Regions from separate parts of the Mus musculus genome. Here region 2 is linked to region 1. The links are chromatin contacts, called in public Micro-C maps. All regions are on one chromosome and are shown on one strand. The core of a region is the stretch at or near the end of the contact, and the rest is flanking DNA. Distances in the headings are between cores, read along the strand shown. Region 1 has its middle 89 kb from the start of 5930403N24Rik. Region 2 has its middle 43 kb from the start of Gm31330.

The links. A called contact is a pair of places that touch in the nucleus more often than the background predicts.
Region 2: a Micro-C map of brown adipocytes shows a contact between it and region 1, with 4 times the contacts expected there. The contact joins two enhancer-like sites. A contact is called at or near these places in 2 of 484 Hi-C or Micro-C datasets (brown adipocytes and ventricular fibroblasts) and 2 of 115 datasets of contacts at active chromatin or transcription factors (fibro-adipogenic progenitors and pancreatic cancer cells).

Annotation. Positions count from the first base shown.
Region 1 is chr10:37,226,033-37,230,154 of GRCm38.p6, reverse strand. No RefSeq gene overlaps it. Among named protein-coding and RNA genes, the nearest start is that of 5930403N24Rik, 89 kb to the right of the region's middle. Within about 2 kb of position 2,109, at least 25 of the 459 cell types and tissues checked have an H3K27ac peak or open chromatin away from gene starts, as enhancers often do. A contact at or near this core is called in brown adipocytes and pancreatic cancer cells, where this site is marked.
Region 2 is chr10:37,478,052-37,482,068 of GRCm38.p6, reverse strand. No RefSeq gene overlaps it. Among named protein-coding and RNA genes, the nearest start is that of Gm31330, 43 kb to the right of the region's middle. Within about 2 kb of position 1,563, at least 39 of the 459 cell types and tissues checked have an H3K27ac peak or open chromatin away from gene starts, as enhancers often do. A contact at or near this core is called in brown adipocytes and pancreatic cancer cells, where this site is marked.

The DNA.
Region 1 (4,122 bases), core at 860-3,359:
GTGTGTGTGTGTGTGTGTATGTGTGTGTATGTGTGTGTATGGCTCTGTATGTGTGTTTATGGCTATGTGTGTGTATGTTTGTATGTGTGTATGTATGTATATATATGGCTTTGTGTGTGTGTGTCTGTGTGTGTGTGTGTGTGTGTTTATGGCTATGTATGTGTGTATGAGTATGTCTGCATTGAACACTGGCATATGTGTGTCCAAAGTACACATGTGGAGATTAGAGAACAATTTTGAGGGTTTATTCTCTCCTTCCATCCTGGATTCCAGTGACAAACTTAGTTCCTCTGACAAGTGCATTGTCTAGCCAGCACTTGTACACACTGAGCCACATTTGTGGCCTCATTTCTTAATTGTTTTTGTTGTTTGATTGTTTGTTTGTTTGTTTGTTTGTTTTTGAGACAGGGTCTCACTAAATTTCCCAGGTAGCTCCTTGAACTCATCTTGTAATACAAGTTATCCTCAAACTTTCCATCCTCCTGCTTTAGACTCCCAAACTGCTGGGATTACAGGCCTACATCACCATGCCAGGTGAAGGAAATATTCCTTAAGGTAAATCAGACATGAATTCATGATAAGTAAGTCCCACTTTTGTATGACTATTTGATATTTATTCAGTACGTGTGGATTATTTTTATAACATTCAAATGTAATATATATATAAATATATACTATACACACATATATATTTGAAAATTAGAAAACTTTAGTAATGCCAGAAATCAACCATAGAATATTCCAGGACTCACAGTATGCCTCACATTTCAAAATGTGTCTTTCCCTTTTTAAACAAATGCTAAGCAAAGTTCCCTGTATCTCAAAAGCCAGTGGACTGACTTTCAGAGTGTCGACTCCAAATGTGCATCATTTCTCCTCTTCATGTTGAACTAGATGTTGTTCCCGGGATTCAAATGGTAGCCTACATCACATTTATGTCTCTTAAGGTTCCTGTCCTAGTGGAGCAGAGCAAGTCAAATCACTCAGCAGCATCAATAGCTTGCTGCTTTGAATTTCTAAGTATTTGCGAGAAACTGAGAGATGAAAGAAAGAAATAGGAAGGAAACCTGTTTGTAATTTTTGAAAAACTTATAAGCAAGGTGGGAGGGGTGGTGGTGTGCTGGGGACACGGATATATATATAGGATACAGACAATTCTACTTCCTTGGTGAGTGGGGGGTGACTGGAATGGGTTTTGCTTTTGTTTCTCAAAGTATTTGGAAGTTGAGCACTGTTCTTCTAAGCACTGTTTTAAGGTCTCTCATTTTAGGCAAATTGCCACATTGGGGATGGAAAAAATGGCTCAGCAATTAATAAAAGTTCTTGGTGTATACTGACAATGACCAGAATTTGGATTCTAACAACCATATACAATCCAGGCAGTGGGCAAATGCCTGTGTCCTCTGCCTTGACAAGACTGGAGACAAAAGGCCCAGGTTTGGGAAGAGACCAACATACACACAGAGACAAACATAAATAAATCATCTTTTAACTTAATTTTAAGTTGTAGCATTAGTAGTTGTTTTTAAAAATTAGATGTGGCAGTCTAGGGAATTTTCTGAACTGGGTCCTGAACATTGAGAAAAGACACCCCATGCCCCCCCACCCCCGTTCTCTCTTCCAAAATCAGGGGACCTGCAGGATCAGCCAAGGTGATGGCTGACACATTCTCTGAAGTCTTCATGGATGATTCCAGTAAGCAGATTTCCAGGGTCATTTAAACCTCTTTTTCCTGGGTAACAGGAAACCTCAGAGGTGAGTGAAGTTTGGACTCAGTCCTGAGCCAATTTTCTTCCATTTTAGACTCAACCTAGAGAACACCAGAGACATTCAACAGAGCCACTCTGAAAAGCTCTGCAGCAGGGCAGAGCTGCTGAGGCACCGGGGAAGCATGGCAAATGGGGTCTACCAGCACCCAAAGGCAATTTCCCGATGATACTCAAAGCTGAGCAGGTAGTAGGTTCCAGGAGCCCATACCCTTTGAGACAGTGGGCAGTTGTTTCTTAACTCTCTTTTGGGAAATGCAGCCAGTGACTCAGCACTCAGAAACTAGCCACTGTCAAGTCATAAGGGATTTTCCTTGTGCAAGGTGACTTTCCCAGGCCCTGATGTCACTCACTAACGGCCTTGCTCTGACAAGAAAGGAAGTTCAATGAACAAGTCTTTACCAGCCTTCTAAAGGCTGTGGGAAGTTTTCAATTTGCCTTTAACAAAGCAGGACTATTCTGAAAATAAAATAGGGAGCCAAAAAAATTGTGCTGCCATGGCAGGTGTAATGAAGACCATTCTAGACAAATCAAGTCATTGGGTCATCTCATCCCGTCTATATCGCTTGAAGCCTTGCCTTCCAAGAATAAACATGCATTTTCCAGTTTCCTGACACTGTGATGAATGCTAGAGACCCCAAATTCACTGTCCTTATCTCAAAAGCCTGAGACTAACAAGGGACACAAATACACAAACTGTGGTTTATGAAGTACTTATAGATATCAACACCATCCCAGGGGCGAGCCTACCATAGGCTGAGGAAGGAAAGAAACTTCCCAACGGAGGCACCAATCTGTCAGAATCTTTCTGAGACAGTGAGCAAGGTAAGAATTTCAGATTGAAAAACCAGCAAGTAGTGTCCATGAAAAACACAAGTAACTAACATGTAGTGGCTACTTTCTGCCTATTGGCTACTTTATATATAATGTCACCTTTAACTTCTAGTGCTTCTTGACTGGCCTGGTGCTAGAGAAGTAGCAGACAGCTACATTTTGATCTGAAAGCAGAGAGAGACACTGGGCCTGGAGTGGCTTTTGAAACCTCAAAGCCCATCTTCAGTGACACATTTCATCCCACCAGGCCACACCCCCTAATCCTTATCATCCTTTTAATTAGTACAACTCCCTGGAGATAAGCATATAAATATCTGAGACTATTGAAGCCATTTTTAGTCAAACCACTGAAAATGACACACAAATGATTAGGAAATGGCTCCAGGGATGCTCTGATGCTCTGTAGTGAACATACAGAATCAGGCCTGTCTATGAGCCACTCCTTGGCCTGGCCTGCCCTTCTCTTACCTGTGGTGCCTGCCTGTCTGTCTGTCTGTCTTTCTTTCCTTCTTTTTTCCTTCCTTTCTTTCTTTTCCCCTTATTTTCCCTGAACAGCTTCAGGTAAAGAAGGAATGAAGTATGATAGATGTGTTATAAGTAGAAATATAATTAATATAGTTAATTATATTGATGTAATTAATATAAGTTATAATATCAATATAATTAATATAAGTATAAATATAACGAAACATAATTCTGTTTTCTATAATGTAAGTCAAGAGCCTCACTGCCAAGAAAAATTAAAGAGGAACAGAGACTGGGTAACCTCTTGCCCAGCACTCAGGACACAGAGGCAAAACACAGATTAAATATTGAGACCATGTCTCAAAAGAGAGAGAAGCTGGGTATGGTGACATGTCCTGTAATTTCTGCAGAGCCAGAAGAATTGAGAATCCAGTAAGTAATAAGCTTAAGAGCAGCTTGGGCTACTTGAGAAGAGGGGATGGGAATGGGGATGGGAGTTTTTTCATGCTGTCGTCCCCAAAACCTTAGAATTTCTATGAGATGATTTAAATACTCCATAGATGTTTAGTTGACCCAGGCTTAATGTTGGAATCCTGAGATCCAGCTCAGAAGGCTAAAGCTGAGGCAGGAGGACTGCATGTTCAAGGCCCACCTAGGCTGCAAATTGAATTTAAAAAGAGCCCTGGCAACATATGTCTCAAAATAGAAAGGGAAAAGAGGGCCAGAGAGCTCAGTAGTAGAGTGTTTGCCTAGCATGCTCATGGGAGGGCTTAGGTTAATCCCCAGGACCACATGAAAAAATAAAAATCTTAGGTTTGATTTCATTATGAGAACATATGTGGTGGGCTGGAGAGATGGCACAATGGTTAAGAGCACTTGCTGCTTTTCTAGAAGACCTGGGTTCAGTTCCCAGCACCTCTGTGTTGGCTGACAAATATCTGCAACTCCAGTTCCAAGGAATCTGAGGACCTCTTCTGACTTCTATGGCATACATATGATGCATATATGCATTGCAGGGAAAACACTCATAAACACTTTGATGAGTTGAATAGGCTGG
Region 2 (4,017 bases), core at 314-2,813, 250 kb before region 1:
CTTATCTCCCTTGATTCTCTTACAGAGTTTAACTCCCAGCAGCCATGGCATGCAGTATGCCACCATTTGTAAGACCAACTCTCGGGGCTCCAATGCTGGTTTTTGGCTTCTTCAGATACCCACACACACACATGCATACACATGTTTAAAAATAAATATAAATAGATTTAGAACTTAAGACACTGAATTGTTTAAAAAGAATTTCACTGGGTTATGATTCAAGGGTAGGAAACAAGTTTTAAAATTATAATCCAAGCTGTCAGGTCAGAGGGCAGAATTATCAGTTTTCCTTTTCTTCCTCCATTCCAGAAAAAAATAATAAATTTAAGAAAATAATATTAAAAATGGGAGTTTTCTTTAAATTTTCCTTAAAAAGTCATAAAATACCAAAATAATTGCTGTCTAATATAGCTTTAGATGGGACAATCATGTATTCTTCATAAGTAGAATGATAATATTAACTTTTGGTTTAGTTATGTAAAGGGAGAATGGCCTTATCACATCTACAATTGGAAAAATGTATGAGAAAAAAATATCTAGTGCTAAGGAAACTAACTTAAGAGATAAACTATAAAATGTACAGTTGGGGATAGCAACATTTTTTTTTAATCAGAAAAAGTAATCAATGATTGTTTGTTAAAATTCTTTAATGTGAATGTTCTGGAATGATTAACAAAGCTAAGACCATCCTTCTTGGAAGGCAAGTGTCAGCTCAACAGAGAAAGGCACGACCTAGATTCTGTCACTGCAACGACCCTACTGTCAGCAATTTTATTCTCTGGTATCTCTTCAAATACTAAGAAAAATTTAAGCCTTTATATGAATTTTAAACTCTCACTTGTAAGTGATTCCCATCATGTTCTCATCAGGAAGAAGAAGGGGGAGGAGGAGGAGAAAGAGGAAGAGGAAGAGGAGGAGTTGGATAGTCCTGAGCATCCCCAAGGACTGCTAATCTCTTTCTAATGTTACCTGTTCCTCCAGACACCATGCACCTTTAAAGTAACACCTTACCCATATTGTCTCACAGGAGCCCACCAAAAGTAACTGAAGACTCCAGCAGTGTATCTTTGCCTTGTGGCAGTCTCCCTTTGTCTCCAGCTCTCCACAGAAACTTCCTTCTGGGAGTCTAGACCATGACTCTCCATAGCTCTCACACATGGATTTCAAAACTCCATCCCTGATTGCTGTCTGCTGAAACACTATAGCATCAAAAGCAAGTGAATGCTTCAAGCTCAGAAAGTCCTCTGGACTCACATCTAAAGCAGCACTCTGTTGGTTCACACTTTAAAACAAGCTATTTGGTACCTGCATATCCCCAGTTCCTTTTGTATGTTATGTATCCATGCTCACCTGCCACTCTCACTAATGTTCAGATAGGCATTGATTTCAGATTGCTTCAAAAGCTTTGTCATAACACGGCACTGTCCTTTCCCTGGGTGTAGCCATTGGAATGCTCTTTATTTGAACTTGAAATGTACTGTGATGACACAGATATCCCTAAATCTTGACAGTGGAAACAAAAGAGAATATTAACTTTTAACATGACAGCAAAGCCATGAGTCACTCTGAGCTCTTGTTTACTCTTCAGAGTGCCAGAGGCCTTACTGTGGCACAGGTCATGATCCCTGCCAGCCCTAGGAATCATATGATTTTTTTGACTCTGGTTGTAAAATATGTTTGGCTCTCATAATTTATACTATTCCAGTGGGATTCCCCTTATATTTACCTCTTAGATGCTGTCACCGTTGCCTTCTCCTAGTCTCCTAGTTATTCTTCCTGCTTCATATGTATGATGATTTGGACATCTTGCCTTGTTGGGTTGTTTTGGTATTTTCTTATCACTTGAAAGAAGTAATGTAAGATGAGAAGGGTTTGTTTTGATCTCGGCATAAGAGCTTATGGACTATCGTGGTAGAGAAGGCAAGAGTGAGGTAGTAGAATCATGAAGCAGCTGGGTCAGTGGTGAAGAAGCTGAGGTCATCCTGAGGTATGCCAGGTTTTAATAACACACACCAATGGCTATTTTTTTTTCAAGGAGGCCACATACCTCCTGAAATCTCTGTGATCTCTCAAAGAACAAACAAACAAGAACATTTGGGAAATAAATGTTTAAATGTATCATCCTATCAGGAATCCTTCAATTAAAATTATAAAAAATGATCTTCCCTAGCATTCTTAATGAAACACTCACTCTGCAATTACTAGAATGGGGTAAAAGTTCATATGAGATTCGTATTTCTACTTGTTCTGCATATGGGTCTTTCATGCCAAAAGTGCAACAAAGTCAGAGATAAAGGTCCAACTCTGGCAGGCATTATTACTGACTGGATAGTAGATAATGACTTGGAAATACTAATGAAGCACATAAGGAAATTTTAACACAAGAAGATGTATGATAAATAGTTTCATTAACCCTTTTTAGAAATCTGAAACTGTCCTCTTTAATTTTTTATTGGTTTCTTCCTATGGTAATATTATTAAAATATCTCATTTTTAAATTTCACAGCACAGTTACACACAAGTACAGAACTCAGTGTGCAGGTCAGTTACGTACGTGATACTGTAACTGACCATGCACAATTGGGATAGTTGTCCATAAAAATGAAGAAGGTTTTTAACACTGTTGCTTATATTTAACAAAAGATAATGGTGTGCTATGGGTCTGCTTTTATGAATAAGTTTCTACATATACATTTAAATTACACTCATATAAACATACATTTCATATATTTATCACATAGCACACACACACACTTCATAAGACTATTGAGAACTTTTTGTTGCAGACTCTTTTTTTTGTGATTTTCTCTTTTTTTTAATTTAAATATTTTTATTACGTATTTTCCTCAATTACATTTCCAATGCTATCCCAAAAGTCCCCATACCCTCCCCCACCCACTCCCCTACCCAACCATTCCCATTTTTTTTTTAGCCCTGGCTTTCCCCTGTACTGGGGCATATAAAGTTTGCATGTCCAATGGGCCTCTCTTTCCAGTGATGTCCCACTAGGCCATCTTTTAATACATATGCAGCTAGAGTCAAGAGCTCAGGGGTACTGGTTAGTTCATAATGTTGTTGTTGCAGACTCTTAAGCACCATCCTAACACTATCTCTTTAAACACCACCTTTATGCCAACCATCCTTGGTTACCATCCCTCAGAGTGCTCTTACAAGAGTGATGACATAACCTGACTTCTAAATGTCACACTAAGTGTTCCATGGTGAATTGTGTTTCATTAAAAATTTCTAAGACTCTAGCTACATATGTATCAAAAGATAGAGGCCTATTAGACACGCAAACTTTATATGCCCCAGTACAGGGAAACGCCAGGGCCAAAAAGTGGGAATGGGTGGGTAGGGGAGTGGAGGGGAGGGTATGGGGGACTTTTGGGATAGCATTGGAAATGTAATTGAGGAAAATATGTAACTAAAAAAAAATTCCTAAGACAAAAGCCTAATCCCTGTAATCTCATAACTTGACCTTGATAGAGGTGATTAAGTTACTATTGGGACATTATAGTAGGTCCTAAGTCAATAGAATAGGTTATTGAACACAAATCACAAAGACACGGGGACAAACAAAGCAGATACAGTTTTGAGTATGAATATCTACCCATTACAGAGCAAGATCCAAGAAGCAACCAAAGGGCCAGTTCCTTAACATTGGACTTCAATCCTTCAGAAATGTAAGGACATAACTTTCTGTATTTTAAGCCACCCAGTCAGTGACCTTTTGTTATGGAAGCCACAGCCAGCTGGCGTACTGCATAACTTACATAATTCACAAAACTTTCAACATGAAGAGGTGGCCCAGACATGTGCCCACAGACAGGGGAGCCAAAGACTATGATGATGTTAGTGAAGTTATTTACTTCCCACTGGTAAATTGCAACCATTATGAAAGAGAGACTCCAAGATCATGTTGTGAGGATTAATGAAATAACCTTGGATAAGTGCTCCTTCAGAGATTAATTCCATAATTTTGTCACCTGTGTTCATGATTTTTTTAACTCTTCT